Regions from separate parts of the Gossypium hirsutum genome. Here region 1 is linked to region 2. Evidence: chromatin contacts called from public Hi-C data. All regions are on one chromosome and are shown on one strand. Each heading gives the region's core, a stretch centred on a gene start, on an enhancer-like site or on the middle of the called end of the contact. The rest is flanking DNA. Distances are from core to core; before and after follow the strand shown. Region 1 holds the start of LOC107892367. Region 2 holds the start of LOC107892360 (probable serine/threonine-protein kinase PIX7).

Region 1 (4,907 bases), core at 1,782-4,281, 230 kb before region 2:
GACTAGTTTGCTCTTTGATCTAACTTACAGGAACTAATTGACCCATTTTTTTGAATAGAGGGGGCAAAATGCAATCTAACTCCTAGTATAAGGGCTTCCATGGTACTTTTACCTCCATTTTCCTTTTTAAAATGGATCTCACAATGCCTACATGCAAAATCTTTTACCTAAAATGTCGGCTAGGCATTATCTCGATAAAGTGTAAAAACAATCTCATTCATACTTTCTTTACCTACCAAACAATCATACCATGACAAACGGAAAACTAAAGGGAAGGATTCATAACAAGGAAAAAGGTCTTACTTGCCAAATCCACCGGTACAAATTAAAGATTTGGAGGGCATAATTGCAAAAGAGTACAGTTTTGGTTGGCATATTGCTACAGTGTTAACCTTTCGCATTGTCCTCAAATCAACTACCACAACAGAGGAACCAGCTGCAATGTAGAGCAATGCTTCATCGCATTTCATGTCCACAGGTGCACCCGGCAAGGAAGTCATTCCCACGCAACAAGAAGAACGAACAGCTGATGATGTATTTGTATCCCAAACTCTCACCTATGAACCCCAAAATGGTCAGGTAGTACATAACTGCTGAAAAATATACGAGTACAAACATGAAAGTAAAACTCGGGTGGTATTAAAAGTGAATGCTCAAGAAGAAAGCCAAACAAGATACCTTAGAATCCCTTGACATAGTCACCAAAAGGGAAGGTTTGTGCCTGGAAAATGATAGGCAAAATCAACTATTGATTATAACTAAAGAAAATATAATCAAATGTGAAGAATATAAAGCTCAGACTTCGATGACTTTCTTCCTTAATTGAAAAAGGGATAAAAAGACCAAGTATTCTTGAAGAAACAGATTCATACCCTGCAACTGACATCAATGAAACAGGTTTCTGATGCCCATAAAGTGTAGCCTTTAAAGCTTGTTGGCCACGTTTTCCACTAGAGCTAAGGGACCAGAGGCGAACAGTGCCATCTTCCCCACCACTTGCGAACACTTTGACACCCCCAGCACCTAATAATTTATCTGACAAGGTGGAAACAGCACCATTATGACCTCTAAAGCACCGATGACAAGCACCCTACAAACAAAGCATGCAACCAGGACATTCAACAACAACAGAGGCTAAGAAAGATAGCTTACATCCTATTCATAATACAAGCACAAAAGAAATAATAAATTGATGATAATGAACAACCAAGACAACGCCCTTCTACTTAAAGTAATGCAAGGAATAAATTGAGGTTACTAATACAGCTCTGTCAAAATGGAGAAAAGCAAGGGAATGCTCAGGATAATACCTTCCACCATAGACGAATTGAGTGGTCACAGCTTGAGGTTACCAGAACGTTTTCTTCTCTTTGTATCTCACTTCGAACTAAAGAAGTTTCATTAAGTGGAAACAATCTGCAGAGCAATTACACAAGGCATATTAAAGGGAACTCAAGCTTTTGCATACGAGCATAACCATTTCCGATGCCTAGTGTAAATAAGTAAGCCTAACTTGAAAATAAAAACATCACCAAGTACATCGACAGATTACAACCAAGAACACCATGCTCTCTATCATAAAGACAATGCCGCTTATTCTACAAGGATATCCATCAAATATTGCTCACCTCATGCATGTAATTCTTGCATTATGATCACTCATCCTAACAAGCGAGCCACCGCTCAAGAAGCTGTCGGTTTTCATCATTCTTATGATAGAACCCTTGGCAAACAAACTTAAGTAAGCTTTGCAATGATGCTCAAATGTAAAGCATCATATAATCAAAAACCACGACAACAAAAACTAAATGGCCATACTTGAGAAAAGATAATATCATTCTTATCAAGAAGTATATTATCAAAATGCCTTGCTTCAGTATATAAATCGAGGACGAAAGGATCAGAAAATTTAAACTGATGCAACGCCGTACGCCAATCCAAATACGCCTGCCTCACTCCTGATGAAGAGCTGGATAGCATTTCTAGCGGCCAACGCAGGCTAATTCAATCAAAAACATAAATTATGAATATTAAATCGAAAATTATTTAAAAATAAGAGAAAATGAAATTCGAGCCTGCAAATAATTTATTCATATTCATCTATTTTTAAATTACAATCGAAAATTTTCTTTTCTGAAAGCGAATCATATAAACATTTTCCAGAGGAAAAAAAAAAACCTGAAGCGGTGGAGCCAGATGGAGTCGGAGTAAGCGATTTTCTTGAGAAATTTGGAGGTCATGGCGAGGTTTGAAAGGTCCTGTAGGCTGAGGTAGGTGGCGCAAAGAGCCAATGAATCTTCGTCCAAATCGGTGATTTTTGTTTTCGCCGCCTCTGTCGTTGCCGTTTGCGGCTGTGAAGCTGGTGGCTCCGCCATTTTTTCGAATTTTGGAGAAAAGTAGATTTTTTTTTTGGCCAGAAAATAAGTAGAATTTATGGCCCTTTCAACTTCAGAGTAAGGTTGTTCTGTAATGGCAAAAACCATATAACCATCAAAATGTTAATTTTCAAGAACCCATAAGCGACAATAGAAAGCTCTAATAAGAAATGTTTTCAGAATCGACCGGTGATTGAACCGGTTAGAGGTTCGACCGGTTCAACCGGTTCGCCCTCAACAATTGCAATTGCACCAGGACTACCAACTCTGCTCAGTTTCCAAGTTTTATATTATTATTTAATAAAAAGTCATTATACTTTTCATTTTCAGATTTCTTTTCCTATGTCCTTCAATTCTTCTTCATATTTTGTTTCTGTTTTATCGTTTAGCCTTTGGTTCAAAGCTCAAAGGTTTAAAACAAAATAACAGTGGATGATGGCACCGGCAAGCCAACAACCACCGATCTGAAGCAGGCGAAGGCGAGCAAGAGGAGAGGCGAATAGAGGGCTGAATTTTGACTGCAGAGGAACTGTCGGCAATGGCCTTACGCATGGGTGTGGGGTGTGGGGGGTGGGGTGTTTGGGTCATGGCCAGGTTTAGGTTTTTTTCTCCATTTGTTTATGAAAATGGTTTCGAAAATGATTTTGCAAAATAATAATAATTTTCTCGTCAGAAGCCTTTATAATCTTGGTAAATTTGAAATATACTCTATATACTTTTATTTTTGGGTTAATTCTATTTTTTAGAGATCAAAATTTAAAATATTTTATTAAATTAATATTCATTATAACGTTATTTTTTAGTTATATGAATTATGAGTATTTTTTATTTAAAAATGTGACATCAACAAAATTAATAAAAAATTTTAACAATGTTAACAATTAGATTTTGTTTTCAAATTTGGAAAGTAAGGGATCTAAGTTATTAAACATAATTAAATTTTAAATTTGTGAATAATACATAGATTTAAAACATATTTTAACCTTTATATTATAACAATTTATTATTAATATATTTATAATTGTAATAATTATTTATTATTAAAATATTGAAATTGAATATTATTAAGAAACATATTATTTAAAATTATTATTTTTAAAATTTATTAATTAAAATAATTTATTAAAATAATAAATTACATTAATAATTGATTATATGAGTAGATATTAATAATTAAATATGTATGTTAAATAATATTAAAAATTATAGTATTTTATTAATTTTAAATATTTTTAAAAATAAAAATAAAAACTACTAATAATATAATAATATTAAGTTTGACTTAAATTAATTTTATATAAAAATAAAACCACATATAAATTAATTCTTTTCTAGAAAATGGCTTATAATTTTCAAAGCTTACTTTCTGTTGATTAAGTTATTTTTCGTGAAACAAATATAATAAAATTTATTTTTTAAAAGTTATTTATAGTGAAATAAATTAAACCTTAATTTTTGTTTTGTTTTTTTAAATATTTTTATAATTTTTCTGTTCGGTTGAATACTTTATTAAGAAATGGCCTTTTGTATTGTTGGGCCAATTGGGCCAATCGGTTTTTCCTATGTGTGTGATTATTGGTTTTTTTATTAGTGTTTGGGTTAATTATTTAATTGATTTTCGATTCAACTAATCGGTTTGGTCTAAATTCGAAACATTAGTAATAGGTTGAATTTATTGCACTTTAATGTAGTTTTATAGAAAATATAAAAAATTATTTAAAATTCTTAAAAATCTAATTCTTAATAACTTTTAAAAATAATTTTTCTAATTTTTTATAATCATTTAATAATTATTTAAGAAATTATTCCAAAATAAATTTAAGATAATTATTTCTCTAAGTTCATTTTTGCCTGAATAGTCATTTGTCTAGGTTAATTTTGAATGTAATTTTTAATAAATTTTAAAAAAAATATTAAAAATTTAATAATTTCTTATAATTCTTAATAATTTGAAAATAATTTTATTTAATTTTAAAACTTTTAAATTTGTTTAAGGATTGCCACGTTAGCATGAGGTGCACATGGCACTCCACATATCATTTTCTAATAGCTCTGCTAGTCATGTTAACATTTAACAGTAGAAATTGGTAGAATTTTAAATAGAAGGACTAATTTGTTATTTAATCTAATGTATATGGGCTGATTTGCTTATTTTTTAGTAGATGTTCAAACATACAATCCGACTCTTAGTATAGGGACCTCCATGATACTTCTACTACATTGGATTTTATGTTTTATTTTTCAAATAAAAAAATAATACTGCCTTAAATATTACCTTCTATGTTATCGTTTAATGCTAATTTTTAACAGAATGATTATTTTCTTTTTCTAATGTACATGGGCTAATTTTTCCAATTTTTTAATATAAGAGGCAAATTACAATTTAATTCATAATACAAGGACCTCTATAGTACTTTTACCGTAAAAATATGTTATATTATCGTGGAGGATTTTTTTAAAAATATTTTTATATAAAATAAATAAAAATAATTCATGATAAAATTTGAACATAAAATATTACGATTTTTAAGT
Region 2 (4,527 bases), core at 955-3,454:
GGCGAGACCCTTTGCAGCCCCAAGTGCGATTTTCATTCTAATAGACCAAGGAAGTGGCAAGGACCCTTCTGCGCAAAAAATGGTTGTTACCAGAGAAAATTAAACATCAAACACGAAAAATGCAAACAACAATGAATATGAAAACAATAACCACACATTAGATTTTTCATTCCAAGTTTCTAATGGTATGTCACTTTGAAAAGTTTCAAAGAGTTGACCACTTTGGCCTCACATTTGACGTGTTTACACAAAATTAAAATGACAAGTCAATTCTAGCAGAAATTTTCACTATAATCACACATTTAGTACGGCAGCCTAATTATCAAAATCCAATTATTTGATAAATCGTTTCGTTGCCAATAGCGTTCAAGCTTATTAGGAGAAAGCATGCATGTTAACATAAAAAAGAGGAAAACTTCAGGCACCATTCCGTATCTGTAAGCTAAATTTTGTACAACTGACAACATTACCTTCCGATAACAAAACCCTAATTCTCGGTTTTGACCTAAGTTAAAGAGCACCATAGAAACCATACATTTATTAAACACAGCTAGCAGCATATGCATGGCTGAGCTATTTAAGTGTCGGAATACTTTGGTTAAACAATCATGTAAACCATGCAAAAGGTATATCATGATCCACAACGGTGTTACGTACTACGGAAGAGGTGGTTCTCCAAACTTCCTCGTGGCATGAACTCGTATACCAGTAACCTGTGATCATCCTCGATGCAGTAACCAACCAATTTAACCAAATTGGGATGAAGGAGGTTCCCAAGAAAATCCACTTCGGCCTGAAACATGAGGGGAAACATGAAATTTAAAATAGAAAGAAATGTACGGTATATGAAATGTAGATGTCATACCAGCCACTCTTTGTGACCCTGAAGTCCCTCAATGTTTAGTGTTTTGACAGCAACAGTAAGTCCAGTACCGGGTTTCACAGGAGCAGTTCCGTTCTCCTCAATCCAACCCTTGAAGACACAACCAAACCCACCCTCACCGAGAAGACTCTCAGGTCTAAAATTCCGGGTTGCTAACTTAAGGTCAATAAATGTGAATTTTCGAAGCTGCGAAGCAACTTTCAGTTCCTCACTATATTTCGGTGTCGAAGAAGCAGTTTCTGCATTACTAGTGGTTGTGGAAGACACAGGAACAACCGGTTGATCTCGGCTTTTCTCTCTCGTCGTCGATTTACTTTCAGCTGATAATATATACAAACAACAAGACAGTGAAATTAAAGATCATTCAACAATAGTAGCTATCAGATACCATTTCACATATTATATATGCATTTTTTACACAACAGTATTTAGAAACTGTATCAAAATGCCTCAAGGATTCATCTTATTGGCTTTTCCAAAATAGTAAATGGTAAAAAACTAGTTGCTTTTAAGTTTCAACTAATCACATCATTCACCAAAAACTGATTATTTGCCTAAAAAAAGAAACTCCATTAACATGCAAGTATATAGCATAAGCACCACAAAATAACTAATATTTATATAACTTTAATTAAGATTAATAAAGAGATCAATCTCAGATGAATTTCTATAAAAGTAGAAAAAGTTTTTAAAAGATATGTTGTTTAACACCAAAATACTTGGCTATAATCTAAAAATTTCTTATATTCTAGAGTTATTTATTCCTTTTTTTCTTAAGATATTTTTTTAAAAAAAAGTATTTTTAAGAGATTAAAAATAAGATCATACCTGTTGTTCCACTCATAGAGTTATCAACTCTTGATCTTGAAGACATGCAACTTCCCAAAAATCTTAATTTAACCCAACATCCAGTTTCTTCTTCTTCATCTTTGTTCTTCCTTGATGATTTTTTCTCTCTTTCAGATTGATGGCCAAACCCCATCTTTCTAAAACCATCCAAATTCTTCTCAAAGAAAGCAACTTTTTCTTTCCTCCTTTCAATAAAACTGACAACTTTTTAATCTTAAAACATCTAAATACAAATAAAAAGTAGATTTTTAGCTGTTAGTCACTAACACCCAGTTTATGAAATTTAGTCAAAAGGCAATTTTTGATAGACAGAGAGAGAGAGAGAGATTAAGCGCTGCTTGAGAAAGTGTTTCAACAAAGGGCAGATTGGGCAGTTTGAAACAGAGAAAAAGGGCAGCTTGGGCAAGAGAGAGAAACCAAATAAATAAGCATAAAAAAAAATTCATCTCTGTGCTACTAACTACCAACAGTGATCTTAGCATATTCCAAATCAACAAACAATTTAAAAAAAAAATTCCTGTATTTTTCCGAAATAAACTCCATTTATTTTTATTATAAAATATTAGCCATTTTCCTAATCTGAATTAAAAATTTTAATTACGCACCTTGTTAATGAAGTTTCCTTAAATTAGAATTTATATTTTAAGATTATATAAGTTCATTCGTGAACATATTAAAACTTGAAAATTGAAAATAAATTTATAAAATTTTAAATTAATAAATCGTAAAATTATACTTTATTTTTTTAAATTTTAATATAACTCTATTCATTTTGTTATTGATTTAAAATCTAACAAGCAAAAATCAAAAATAAAAGGATTAAATTTTAAATTTTTAAAAAGAAGATAGAGTAGAGGCAAAATTAGACGAAGAAAATCAGATGTTAGAAAAAAGAATGGAAGTGATATACTCAAAAAGATTTTGTTTTTTATTTATGTTAGGGTTGATCTTATATGTAGAGGACATTAAGATACATAAAAATCCATTGAGACAAAGCCACGTTTGCATATAGGTAGGTTTATATTTTGCCTAATTAAAAAAAAACATGTTTTACAAAGAGACAAAGACAACAATCACTTTCATTGGTGTGGTTGTAGCCAAATTACCAAGTGCCTTTTCGATCACCATACGCCACTTAGTGGAATTACAAATCAATAACTTGAAATTTGATTCCCCTTTTTTCATCTTCTCATTATTTTTTTGCTTTACTACATTTCTTTTTCACTATATACCTATACATTTTCTTTTTTTCGATTTGTGTTCAAGTTGATTATTTTAGACCTAATCATGGGTCGGGTCATTTGTTCAGATTTGAAAATACGTTTAGAAAACGGAAGAGTTTAGACAAAATATGATATTCTAAAAATGAACTTGGGTAAAATTTAAAGCTTGTTCTTTATATGGGTCAAGCTTTGGGAAAGCTTTTTTGCTCGAGTCCGATCTGACCCGAATATTATGTTATAAAGCAATACTATATTAATTATATATGTTAAATAATTATTATATTTATATTAAATCACTAACCTAATAACTATTAAACTCATTACCCAAAACCTAAAAAAAATTTACCCAACTAAATAACCCAACCCAAAATAAAAAATTTTAAAAATTATATTTAATACAATAAAATATTTATTATATTTGTTTTTGTTTTTTACTATAATAAATTTTTATTATATTTATGATAGTATTTTTTTAATAATATTATCTTTTAATGTATTTTTAATGTGTTAGAAACTTTTATTTTAACGTTTTTTTAGTGCATTTAATGTATTATAATTTTTTGAAAATTATTTTTTAATAAAAACTAATCTAAAAAACTAAGTATGGGTAGGTTAGGTCAACCTTGGATTTACTTTTCTTAAATTTGGTCGGATTTAGACAAAAAAAGTAAATTCATTTTTCAAGTTAGATCAAACCAAACCCGAGCTTAAAAAATTAGTCTAGATACCTTACATAACCATTCAAACCCATTATCACTTCTAATCATTATTTAATCATCATCAAAACAATTATTTTCCAATTTATTGCATAGAATTTTAATTATCCATCCTTTAATCTCTACTTTTTTTTTAATTTAAACATGTCTTAAAATAATCAAATCTAGCATTTCTCCTAATATTGATATGTAGAAAGATTTTTGTAATAATTTTTAATTAATGTTGTTAGAAATAGGCTGAAGGTCTAACTGATAATAAAAAAATAGTTAAAATTTTTTGAATAGGTAAAACCTTAAAATTATAAATTTATTAAATAATAAATTATTTTTTAAAATAATAATTGTTAACTCTATTCTAATTTAACTTTATTTGAATTTTTTTTAATAGTAAAAGGATTAATTCAATCCATTTTATTAATAGATAGACTAATTTGATTAGATTCTTATCATAGAGAGACCTCTAAAGGACATCCACTTAAACTTAGCCTACTTTTAAATAGGAGAAAAATACGAGCTTAAATAGTTTGAATTCACACCTTTTAGTTGTTGCTATAACAATAATACCAATTGAACTAAGAATTAATCAACACTACTAACTATTTTTTATGAAAATTAATACTTAACAAAATCCAAAATTAAAAAAAAAAAGTTTAATGGTCCCAAAAGGTTTTGTAATTTTCATTAGTAAAAAAATAATCAAACCACTCCATGAAAAATACACCCAATTAAGCTCTCAAATGTTAAGAATAATAATTTCTATCATTGACGATTAATGTGTTGACATGACCGTTAACAATTGCTCAGTCAATCATTTTGTTATTGATGTGGTGGTCCACATCAATAAATTTTTTTAAAT

What was found. Hi-C and Micro-C count contacts between places; a contact is called where the count stands out from the background.
Region 1: a contact with region 2 is called in a Hi-C map of leaf, with 1.6 times the contacts expected there. The contact joins the promoter of LOC107892367 here to the promoter of LOC107892360 in region 2. A contact is called at or near these places in 2 of 34 Hi-C or Micro-C datasets (both in leaf).

Annotation. Positions count from the first base shown.
Region 1 is chrA09:6,948,900-6,953,806 of Gossypium_hirsutum_v2.1, reverse strand. It overlaps LOC107892367, which reads right to left and starts at 3,031. Exons shown (of 8, transcript XM_016817435.2): 1 at 2,179-3,031; 2 at 1,819-1,999; 3 at 1,629-1,723; 4 at 1,311-1,416; 5 at 873-1,090; 6 at 679-721; 7 at 304-557. The coding sequence starts at 2,483.
Region 2 is chrA09:6,716,224-6,720,750 of Gossypium_hirsutum_v2.1, reverse strand. LOC107892360 (probable serine/threonine-protein kinase PIX7) reads right to left here and starts at 2,204. Exons shown (of 6, transcript XM_016817429.2): 1 at 1,712-2,204; 2 at 866-1,203; 3 at 658-793; 4 at 1-65. The coding sequence starts at 1,865.